Regions from separate parts of the Mus musculus genome. Here regions 2 and 3 are each linked to region 1. Evidence: chromatin contacts called from public Hi-C and promoter capture Hi-C data. All regions are on one chromosome and are shown on one strand. The core of a region is the stretch at or near the end of the contact, and the rest is flanking DNA. Distances in the headings are between cores, read along the strand shown. Region 1 holds the start of Fam124a (family with sequence similarity 124, member A). Region 2 overlaps Ebpl (emopamil binding protein-like). Region 3 holds the start of Mipepos (a long non-coding RNA gene).

Region 1 (3,761 bases), core at 1,026-3,525:
AACGTGCTTGCTTTTGTGCTGTTTGCTTTTCTGGGTCAATAAGATGACTTCTTTCCTGGTAAAATGCTGTTAAAGATGTCTGACATCCTTCATCCCTTTCCCAATGCCAAGCTCTAGGTGCTGCTCAGTAAGCACAGAGCAAAAACCTTTGTTAGGGACAGGCACAAATCATAAGTGTCAGGCACAGACACACAAGAGACAGGCTGGCCGGCCACCACAAACTACAAACACACAGAAGACATGAGGCACACGTGGAAAATTCAACTGTGGGCTTTCTTTCCCTCGGCCAAATTAAACCAACATTCCTTAAAGTGAGATCAATGTGTTTGGCGCCTCTGAGGTTCTGTTTAATGTTAGCAGATGCATTTTGATTCTTTATTGGGGGGGGGGGGAATAGAGGAAAGACTTAACAGGTGATTCGCTCACAGGTTGAGAATTTTCAGTTCGTGGCTGCTCACCTCCAAGGCTTTTGGCCTCATGCCACACAGGGTGTGTTAGGGCAGAGGTTCTACCCAGCGGGGACAGGATAAGTCCCCAGTGACCTACTTCCTCCAGCTACACATGCCACACACATGCACACACTGTCTAATAGTCCAATTAACTATGAATTCATCCAGGGATTGATCCATTGATGAGGGTAGCACCTTTCTGATCCAATCAACTTCCCAAAAAGCCTACCAGCTGCCCACCAAGCTTCAGATGACGTTTTTAGATTCAAAACCACAACACGGTAAATCGGCTTAAATCTTCCTTAAAGAACTATTCCTTTGTTTAAGCTAATGAGCACCAAACTGAATATAACACATCCATTTTTGCTTGTTTGGGGGAAAGAATTTAAGGTTTAGGGAAGGCTATTCAGATTTGGCATAGGCACACTTACCGATATTTTTTTTTCCTGATCGATACTGCATTTCTACTCTGCTTTTGTCTACTGCCCTTCTCTTTTGTGTAATGTGTTTAAAATTAGAGTCCGAAAGCAATGACAAATATGTAAAGTGGGAAGAGCAGGAGAGAGAGAGGGAGAGAGAGAGAGAGAGGGAGGGAGGGAGGGAGGGAGGGAGGGAGGGAGGGAAGGAAGGAAGGAAGGAAGGAAGGAAGGAAGGAAGGAAGGAAGGAAGGAAGGAAGGAAGAGGATTGTTCTTCACAGCTTGTCACACAGAAGTGACACCGCTGTGCCAGTTGAGAGGGCATGCAGGTAGCTAGCCTTCACCTGGGACACTGACAGCTCCCGTAACCAGTACTTGGCATGTAGCAGAACTCACACGCAAACTGTTTTACAGACATGATCTCTTGTAACTCAAAATGGAGGTTCAGGGACGATCACAGACGTGATCTCTTGTAACTCACAACAGACAGAGAAGATAGCAGTAGCCCAATATGCGAAAAAATTAAGGCTCCAGGAGGTTAAATAACTTGTCTGAAAAGAAAAGATGACAGGGTCATAGCTGGTTGGCAGAACATGCTCAAGGTTGCGTCTTCAGCACTACCCTACAAAAGCGAATACGACATACACTTAAGTGCCTTCCACTGCTTCTAATGACAACACCACCAGAATTAAGTCTAAGTTGTTCTTACCCCACCACCGCCGCCGCTCCCAAGTTGCCTCACTGGCTAGAGTGGAAAAATGACTTCCTGCTACTTCAATTATTAACCCATCCTAAGGGATGGCTGGGTTTAACAACGTCAATGTCCATCACCCTCTTGCTGCCAGACCCCTTTGAATGGAAGCACACCCAGGACTCTTCGTGTTATTTTAAGATAGATAACAAAAGAATACATTCTCTAGCAAGTTGGGTCAGTGAGCAAGGCGATAATGAATTCAACGTCTGCAGTTCTGAGAAACACCCACGTGTTTTAACTGGTCCTCAAATGGCGATATCACACTCTGCCCTGGTTGCGCTGGTGGGTGTTTCCCAGTACTGCTCGCAGAATGGGGCTGAAAAAAATCTCTGGGCAAGCCCGGGGACTCCAGACTCTTTACTGTGGACCCAGGGGAGGGCAGCTTTGCTACTAGACTCCATACATGGGGCCCGCACCAGTCACTATAGAACGCACAGCGCTGGCATGCACCAGGCGGGTTGCAAGATAAATACTGCACGCCCACTGCACTCCACGCCCACTGCACTCCTCGCTCATGGAGAGAGTCCATCCCCCGGCACCTCCCGCACTCACGCTCGCGCTCGTGCACACGCGCGCATCCCGTGCACCCGCTCGGATCCTCGCCTGGTGGCACCCGGCGCGCCCGCGCAGCGCCGAGCGGAGGGCGGGGAGGGCGCGGCCGCGAGAGGGCGCGGCGAGCGGCTTCCTCGCGGGGCCGGGTTGTTGCGGAGGCCGGAGACGAGGCTCTCGGAGGGTCCCCGGGGCCGAGGGAGCGCGGACGGCACGCGCGCCATGAACCCGAAGGCGGGCGGTGAGGAAGAGGACTGCGTGGACTCTGGCGCCGAGACCGGAGGGTGAGCTGAGCCCAGCCGGGCGGGGCGGGAGCTCAGTACTTGCGCTCGGGAGCCCGAGCTGGGGAGGCAGTCCTGGGGTTGGGGTGCAGTATCTGCGAGCCAGCGGCATGGTCTGTGGTTGCCTGGGTCAGGGTGGGAAGGGGCGAGAAGAACCCCACCCCGGGCTGCTAGGTGATGGGACCCGAGGTTCAGCGTCGTTCCTCGCAGCCCTGTGGCCCCACGGTGCCAGGTTCAGCCACTATCCCCCTTCACCTAGAGATGCGCCTGCACTTGTTCCAGCCAGGCAACTCTGATAGCTTTGGAGCCCCAGGCTGCTGAGGAGGAAAGCAGGTGGAGAGGGTGGGACACCAGCACAGGAAAAAGACTCCGAAGCCGGCTAGGAGGACTTCATATCTCACTTATACTGTGCTGCTGAGCGGCCTCTCCACCCCGCCAGCCTGGAGTACCCACAGGATGCTGTGATGGGGTCTTGTGTGCTTCAATGGACTCAGTAATTAGCTCCAACCTTTGGAGGCTAATTAGTCCTCTCCCAACAGCAGTTTTCCTGAGTAGGACAAAAGACGGAATGCATTTTCAGAAACCAATGTCCCGTGATGGTCTCCACCCAGCCCATATCTAGAGGATTTTCCTGTGCACAGTCAGCACCACAGCCAGGATACAAGTGCTACCCCAGTAGGAACGTGTGTCTTTTCCTATCTAGAGAAGTCCTGCTAGAGGTCAGGGGCTACCCAGGCTACAGAAGACCTCGGAATTCCTGGAAGGTGGAGAGGTTTCAAACTAATATTAGGATTTGGCAATCTACTGAGAACAGGGAGGGAGGCCAGTTCCAGAATGGACCTATGTTCTGACCTAACCCACGAAAGCGTCCCTCAAGCTCGTCCTGCCTCCCAACCCCACCCCTCCTTGCAGCCTTCTCCACCAGCCCAACCCTAAATCTGGACTGTCATTCTTCCCTACACAGCAGGCTTTCTCTTGTTACCCAACCATGGTAACCGTGACAGAGGAGTAACTTGATTTGATGTCCCCACCCCTGCCCACCATTGCTTTTGCTTCAATTCTGTTGGTGTACAGTTGTCAACTTAGTTTATTTCCTGATATTTTGGTGCTGGAGTTCCAACCTAAGTACAATAGACAAGGATTCTTTCACTAACTCACACTGCCATTATGTATCAACTTTAGTTGACCATCTTTGGCTCTTCTCCCCTCCCCCATGGTTAGTTGAACCATGAATAGAAGAAACAAAGCAAATATTGCCTGCTGTGTTATAGTTGGCATGAAGCAGTCACTGTCCCACTAATTTTCAACTTG
Region 2 (3,699 bases), core at 805-3,304, 1.2 Mb before region 1:
CAGTCAGGAACTCAGAACACACTTAACAACACAATCGATCAGGAACTCAGAACACACTTAACAACACAAGAGATCAGGAACTCAGAACACACTTAACAACACAATCGATCAGGAACTCAGAACACACTTAACAACACAAGCGATCAGGAACTCAGAACACACTTAACAACACAAGCGATCAGGAACTCAGAACACACTTAACAACACAAGCGATCAGGAACTCAGAACACACTTAACAACACAAGCGATCAGGAACTCAGAACACACTTAACAACACAAGCGATCAGGAACTCAGAACACACTTAACAACACAAGCGATCAGGAACTCAGAACACACTTAACAACACAAGCGATCAGGAACTCAGAACACACTTAACAACACAAGCGATCAGGAACTCAGAACACACTTAACAACACAATCGATCAGGAAGCTCCATCCTCAGTACTAAAAGATAAGATAATAAAATAAAATCATAAATTAGGACTGGTGAGATGGCTCAGCCTTTAAGGGCCCCTGTCACCAAGTCTGGCAGGCAACCTTAGTCTGATTCCAGGGGACCATGTGTTGGAAGGAGAGAACCAACTCACAAAACATGTCCCCTGTCCTTCATGGGCACGCACACATGCACACGCATGCATGCACACACACAGAGAATAAATAAATAAAAATTAAAATCACAAAAGAAATAAAATAAGAACATAAAACACACACCCACATATACTTGTATATACCACACACCTAGACACTCTATAAATAAATCAAGATAAAATAAAAGCAGAGTAAAATAATAAAATAAGGAAAAAGAAAGACACACAGCACACAGTGCAGAACTGCAGATGGCAAACCTGAAGGCAAGTAACAGAGATGCTGGTGTCTGGCTCACTGACTTAACCGTATCGGTACAGAACACACTGGGAAGTCAGTATTAGTTGAGTAAATGTTGGTTGATTTACATTGAGTGTTAAGAAAACGGGGAAACTACTTGACAGCTCTACAGGGCAGGAGGACTTTTGGAGAATTATCTAGAAGAAGACAGGTATAAGCATACAATCAAAAGTAAACTGTGGGCCGGAGAAATGGCTCAGCAGTTAAGAGTGTATGTGCTTTTCTCAGACCTGAGTTCAGCTCCCAGCATCCACACCGGGCAGCTCCACACGGGCATCTCACACTACCTGTAATTCAACTCCAGCAGAGCTGATGCCGTCGTCTGGCCTCTGAGGATACCGAATAAGAATTGATTTCTTTCTTCTTCTTCTTTTGGGGGGGGGTTGTTTGTTTTTTGTTTGTTTTTCAAAACAGGGTTTCTCTGTATAGCCCTGGCTGTCCTGGAACTCACTCTGTAGACCAGGCTGGCCTCGAACTCAGAAATCCGCCCGCCTCTTGCTTCCCAAGTGCTGGGATTAAAGGCATGAGCCACCACTGCCTGGCAAGAACAACTTTCTTAAAAGTAAATTTATATAGACAATCTATAGGGAAAGCACCTAGTTTAAACACTGCAGGCCTTTCGATCTTCTTTGTTTTACAGTGTTGCACTGGGGTCCACACATGTCAGGCAAGTACTTTGCCACTGAGCCACACCCAGCTGTATACACACTGCTTAATATATAGCTTTGCCGAGATGTAATTCACAAGGCATACAATCCCAATTTTAGAACATTCACAGATTTGAATAGACACAATCTAAGGGAGAACATTTCAAAGAGAAAGCCACGCCCACCAGCAGTCATCCGCTGTCCCCCTCATCCCTACTCTCATCCCCAGTCCCAAGCAACCACTAATTTGTTATCCGTCTCTAAAGATTCACCTCTTCTGGACAGGACGTGTAAATGGAATCACACAATATGTGATGCAGACATTCGGTTAATTGACAGCCATTCTTGCCATTAATTTCCTCAGACATTTCAAATGCAAATGTTTTTAATTACTTACATAAAGATGCAATCAAGCCTTGGGAATCTGCAACATTTCCTACTATAGACAAGTAGACAAAAGCGCCTTCCTAGAGAGAAGAAAAGGGAGACAGGCTCTGTTTAGTCTCGCCACCACAGGGTGGCACAGCAGACCCAGCAAAGCATGGCAGTAGGCCCTCCTCCCCTCTGTAAGCTGTCCACAGTTTGGCCAGCATCCTGGAGGACCACATCATTTCTGGAGGCTACCCAGATCGGGAAATGAACATATCCATACCTTATAATAAATGTACTTTATAATGACTAGCATTATAAAATGAGAGTTATGTTCTTATGTAGGAAAAACAAGTCAAAATTTTACACAGAGAGTGCTTGACTATTATACAGAAAAAAAAAGCAGTTCTAGGTTATTCTAAAAATCTTAAATCTTGGAGAAGGATCTCCTAGCAGTTTATTCTTTTAACCTTAAAAATAAAACACATGTGGCCAGCAAATGTCTCTGGCAGAGTTGAGGCCCTTCCTATGCTGCGTAAGGGCAAATTTAGGGAGGCCTTAAAACGTGTACAGGCTTTCTTTTGACATTTAGCGGTCAACATGTCTGCAGGCATCTCAGTACTCCCTTATCATGGAAGTGATTCTTTGCCCAAGTTTCCAGAAACCAAACAGCTAGAACGCACTGGTGTATCTGATGGGATGTTGGTTCTCTTGACAATTTTTACTGCGGGTTGATAGCTTTTCCTCATAAGACATTTAAGCTCTCTGCATCCCCTCTACCTTCTTTCGGTCCCTGTTTCATCACTTCTGGAGCTACCTACTTCTTCACCCTGTTCACACGGTAACGTTTCTCATGCATACCCCATCTTAGTTCTCCCAGCAGTAAATCTGGGCTTACTCTCTCTCTCTCTCTCTCTCTCTCTATATATATATATACATATATATATATATATATATATTTTTTTTTTTTTTTTTTTGGTTTTTCGAGACAGGGTTTCTCTGTATAGCCCTGGCTGTCCTGGAACTCACTTTGTAGACCAGGCTGGCCTCAAACTCAGAAATCCACCTGCCTCTGCCTCCCGAGTGCTGGGATTAAAGGCGTGCACCACCACACCCAGCTGGGCTTACTCTATTTCATACAACAATGGAGCTCTTCTTGTGCAGAAACGTCACTTTTTTTTTTCCTATATAAGAACACATCTCTGATTTTCTAATGCCAGTTGTTGAAAAAAATCATTTATTAGACATAGGTATAGCACTCTTTCATTAATTAACCAAATGTGTGACTTCAGTAATAAACTGGAAGCGTCTGCCCACCCATTCATCTGTGTAGTGTAGGCCCTTCTAAGAGCACAAGAACCCCTCAATCCCCATGTTCCCATACTCTCGTCCAGGCTTCCCACGGCCAACTTCTGCCCATTTTGCTTGCTAACACAGACGACGATGCACACAGATTACATTCTCATCCTGGATCCAGATTCTAAACTCAGAAAGGCCACTCAAAAGCCATTGCCACTGTGCTTGGAGCAGCAGTGTTCACGGAGGTGGACGACAGGTGGTTTTTCTTTGCTGATCCAGCTGTGTGTCACTGAGTGCTCAAGTTATAGGTGGAAGGTCCTTCCCTACTTATCAGGCTGCATTAGTTTGCTCTGTATGTGGGCCAGGCCTTGCCGGTGAGAGGCGTCTCTGTTCATCCCACAGGGACTGTCTTTCTCTGACTTTCATGCTTATCTCTTGGTGTCATTCAGCTCTTTTTCTACTCTCATGTCTGTTAACATGGGCTTGGAAGGAAGCTTT
Region 3 (3,836 bases), core at 1,063-3,562, 1.8 Mb before region 1:
GTCAGTCTTGCCACAACGCTGTACTTCCTTATGCGATCTCACTGCGGGACTCTTAGGGAGTGTTTCAGGCAGATTTTCTTCCGGCCCACCTGGGTACCTGGCAGTGATGGTGAATTGTCCACACGTATCCGAAACTCAGATGCTCACTGGAATGAACATGCTTTTACAGGTGGTTTCCAAACCCTGGCTGTGATGGCTAGCTAATCTTCACTGTCAACATGGCCAATATTAGAAGCGCCTTTGAGACACCCCTCTGGTCATTACTGTGAGAGCTTTTCCAGAAAGGTTCAGTTAAAGAGAGATGGACCTGTCCTGAAAGAGAGTGGTACTGTTCCAGGGGCTGGGGTCCAGACTGGAGAGAAAGGAACACAGGAAGTGCTAAACTAAGTACCAGCACTGAACTCTCTCTGCTTCCATCCACCCCACTGTGAGGGGAACTCATGCTATCACCACTCTAAGCTACTCCTGTGTCCTCTCTCCCTCCCTCCCCCGCCTCTCTCCCTCCCTCCCCCGCCTCTCTCCCTCCCTCCCCCGCCTCTCTCCCTCCCTCCCCCGCCTCTCTCCCTCCCTCCCCCGCCTCTCTCCCTCCCTCCCCCACCTTTTTCCCTCCCTCCCCCGCCTTTTTCCCTCCCCCGCCTTTTTTTTTTTTTCCCTCCCTCCCCCCCCCCCCCCCCCCCCGCCTCTCTCTCTGTGTCCTCTCAACCCCACCTCCCAAAGGCTGGGATACCACAGTCCCTTTTCTGTCTACTGCCCCCCCCCTTCTACCCAGAACAATCTCTCAAGGAAAAATCGAATTTCTCATAATGAAACCCTTCCTTCTAGGCATGGTGGCTCCTGCCTGGAATCCCAGCACCCAGGAGGATGCTGAGGCAAGACTGCCAGTTTGAGCTCAGACTGGGATACATGGTGAGTTACAGCCTGGAACACGGAGTGAGAGCCTGTCTGCAAACCAGTCAAACACACACAAAACCTTCAAAATGTTCATTTCTCCCCTACCAAGGTCTATAAAGCAGATATGACTGCCACCCCTCACGTCACCTTCTGCAGGAGAGATGACTGCACCTTCAAAAGAAAGCTCTGCTTCCGGCAGGACCCTACACCCTGAACCACGGTGGTGTGGCTGTCCTTCCTCTGGAGAAGGCTAGGGGTGTAGAAAGACTTCCCCAAGCTTTCCCAAGTCTGCACTGTCATTTCTACTTTCCCGGGCACTCGACCACAATTTCCCAATGCCCTCCCTCCCAGCCTCTGCCTTCCTTTCATTTTCGCAGTAGGACATTTCACATTAGTCCTGTCTGTACTGATTTAGATTTTAGACTATCGTGATGAGACACTGGGAGTTAGATCGACTCCCTGGTGGGCAGGCAGAGAGAAAGGGGGGGGGGGACCATGGCTAGGTGATGATGGTGGTGAATCTCCAAGATGCCCAGCTTCTTCCTCAACCTACCGTTTTCCTCTCCCACCACCAGACCCCATTGCTGATGGACCTGCTCAATGAAGTCAAGACTGGGTCAGGACATGTCACACAACAGTTCTGGGCCAACCAACCACCCTAGATTTCTTCAAACTCTCCAGCCCTAAATTAGGAGCAGAAGGCTCTGCAGAGGCTTAAAATAATAATAATAATAATAATAATAATAATAATAATAATAAACCCAGCCCCTGAGAGGAGTCTCTCTCTCTCTCTCTCCCTCTTTTTCTCTCTCTCCAGCTTTCTGAGTCCCCTTTGCAGAGAGTCTTTTTCTGTGTGCCTGTTGCAGGAAACACACACCTCACTCACCTTCCTTCTACTCCTAATTCTGTCCACGATGCTTAAGATTTCTCTGCTGCTCCATGCTGGTCTTCAGATTTTTCCTGCCTTTTAATTCTTCGGCTGGCAGAAACAACAAACCTGACCAAGACTCCTAGACTATATCATTCCAAAACCCTTAGACCGTATCAATAGTTTCCAAAGTCAAAATAGATGATAATTCTCCAATAGTTAATTCACATGGCTATACACAACCATAGCTGGTGGGCATGCAGACATGGAAGTGACTTCAACAACTTTTGGAGAAGACAGGTGCCTTGGATTTCGACTGCTTGTGGTTTCTTCTGGATCCTTTCACGCGCCGCCATTGAGTCTCCTCTGAGAATCAAGAAAGCATCAAGAAAGCATCTTGAGTTCTCACATTCATTCCTGGCACCTGTAAAAAGTTCCAATGCCTGACCCGACTTCCTTCTCCCTGTGCCCTAGTACCACTGTCAAACTCAAATCCAGGACGTTTCTTCCTCCAGACACACGAGGGCGCTACGAAACTGGAGCTGCTCAGAAGGCGTGGAGGGCGACGCTCTTCCTAACGATTGTTAGCGTGCTCAAGTCCGGGTCTGCCCTGCGAGTTCCGCGGCGTGGGCTGCTGCCTTGGAAACGCGGGGCGCGCGCTTCCCGAGCCTGGCAGAGCCGGGGTCCGGAGGATGCTGCTGGCGGCCGGGGCACGGTACGCCCGCCGGCTGTGCGGCCGGGGAGCCGCGGCGGCTCTGCAGGGACGCACAGGCCGGAGCTGCGCCCGGGACGTCAGTACTAGCTGGTCCCCGGTGGGCGCCGCCTTCAACGTCAAGCCCCAGAGCCACCTATGGAACCTGTTGGGGGAGCGCCGGGTGAGCGTGCCGTGGGTCTGGGCAGCGCGGGCTCCGCGTCTGGCTGAAAAGGGACTGTGCCGGGATAAGCGCACCCCGGAGCGGCTGACCCAGCGGCAACTCAGCCTTTCCTCTACTCAAGCTCCATTCTTTTCCTTCTGGCTTCAGAGTTCACATTTGCCCTTGGCTTTGTAACGACACTCTTGCTTTGAAAACTCCATCACACCTTAATTGTCCACTTCAGGCTGCTCTGAAACAACCTGTTAAACTAGGCATAGTGGCTCTTGTAAGACAGTCTTGATAGGTAGAGGCAAGAGGGTACAAAAGACAGTCCTTTGGGCTCCGAACTGACTTTGAGACTAGCCTGAGTTGCTTAAGAACCGGCGGTAAAACAGAAAGCACCTACAGAACCCTACTGAGAAAAATCAGATTTCCTGTCGTGCTTTGTAGTTTATTGCATAGCCTACGAAGTCATCAGAATTGCTTGGCTATTTCTACTCTGCCCTTGGTGGTGTTGGACACTTGATAATGAATGAGGAAAAGGCAGGAAGACTGAGGAAAGATTTTTGTCCTAAAACAATGATTTTTCAACCCTTCTAATGCTGTGACTCTTTAATACAGTTCCTCCCGATGCGGTGACCTCAAACCATAAGATTATTTTGTTGCTATTTCACAACTAATTGTGCTACTGTTATGAATTATAAACATCTGATATATGAACCCCCAGGTGGGTTCTAAAAGTGTTTTTTTATTTTTTTATCTTTTCACTGTTGGGCAGCTTTCTAAAGACAAGTCTGGGATATAGCTTCATTGTACTTCATGGCATATCTCTGTGTTTAACTTTGTCTATTTGAAAGTTCTTTCTTATTATATAAATTTTCCTCCAAAACCCATAAAGGTCGATGATGCTGGTATTAGTGGAGTTGGTGTTGGAAGTGCCTTTTAGCAGAAAGATAAGCTTGGTTTTGGGTGGATGAAATAGAACTGATTTCACCTGTATTTTAAACCATTGTTTAGTGTGTGTGTGTGTGTGTGTGTGTGTGTGTGTGAATGCATGCAGGTCTGGAAGGCGCAGGCCAGAGGACAGCCTTTCCGGATCTGTAACCTTCAACCTTTTGGAGGTGGAGTCTCTCTTGGTTTTGCTATTGGACTGAATACTCAGGTTATCGTTCCTGCTCCTATTTGGTTCTTGAGCTTCTGGGCTGTTTTCTTGTTTCTATCTT

Evidence for each region. Promoter capture Hi-C pulls out the DNA fragments that hold promoters and counts their contacts. A called contact is a pair of places that touch in the nucleus more often than the background predicts.
Region 2: a Hi-C map of cortical neurons shows a contact between it and region 1, with 2.1 times the contacts expected there. The contact joins the enhancer-like site here to the promoter of Fam124a in region 1. A contact is called at or near these places in 3 of 39 promoter capture datasets (cranial neural crest, embryonic stem cells and hippocampal neurons), 1 of 484 Hi-C or Micro-C datasets (cortical neurons), 1 of 115 datasets of contacts at active chromatin or transcription factors (astrocytes) and 2 of 9 other capture datasets (adipose tissue and embryonic stem cells).
Region 3: a contact with region 1 is called in a promoter capture Hi-C map of hippocampal neurons, with 3 times the contacts expected there. The contact joins the promoter of Mipepos here to the promoter of Fam124a in region 1. A contact is called at or near these places in 1 of 39 promoter capture datasets (hippocampal neurons) and 1 of 115 datasets of contacts at active chromatin or transcription factors (astrocytes).

Annotation. Positions count from the first base shown.
Region 1 is chr14:62,553,462-62,557,222 of GRCm38.p6, forward strand. It overlaps Fam124a (family with sequence similarity 124, member A), which reads left to right and starts at 2,276. Exons shown (of 4, transcript NM_001243857.1): 1 at 2,276-2,453. The coding sequence starts at 2,392.
Region 2 is chr14:61,345,442-61,349,140 of GRCm38.p6, forward strand. Ebpl (emopamil binding protein-like) reads right to left here. Exons shown (of 4, transcript NM_026598.3): 2 at 1,931-2,000. Among named protein-coding and RNA genes, the nearest start is that of Gm25716, 4.2 kb to the left of the region's middle. Within about 2 kb of position 2,055, at least 12 of the 459 cell types and tissues checked have an H3K27ac peak or open chromatin away from gene starts, as enhancers often do. A contact at or near this core is called in cortical neurons, where this site is marked.
Region 3 is chr14:60,782,237-60,786,072 of GRCm38.p6, forward strand. Mipepos (a long non-coding RNA gene) reads right to left here and starts at 2,313. Exons shown (of 3, transcript XR_001781278.2): 1 at 2,237-2,313; 2 at 1,778-2,125. It overlaps Mipep (mitochondrial intermediate peptidase), which reads left to right and starts at 2,330. Exons shown (of 19, transcript NM_027436.3): 1 at 2,330-2,634. The coding sequence starts at 2,452.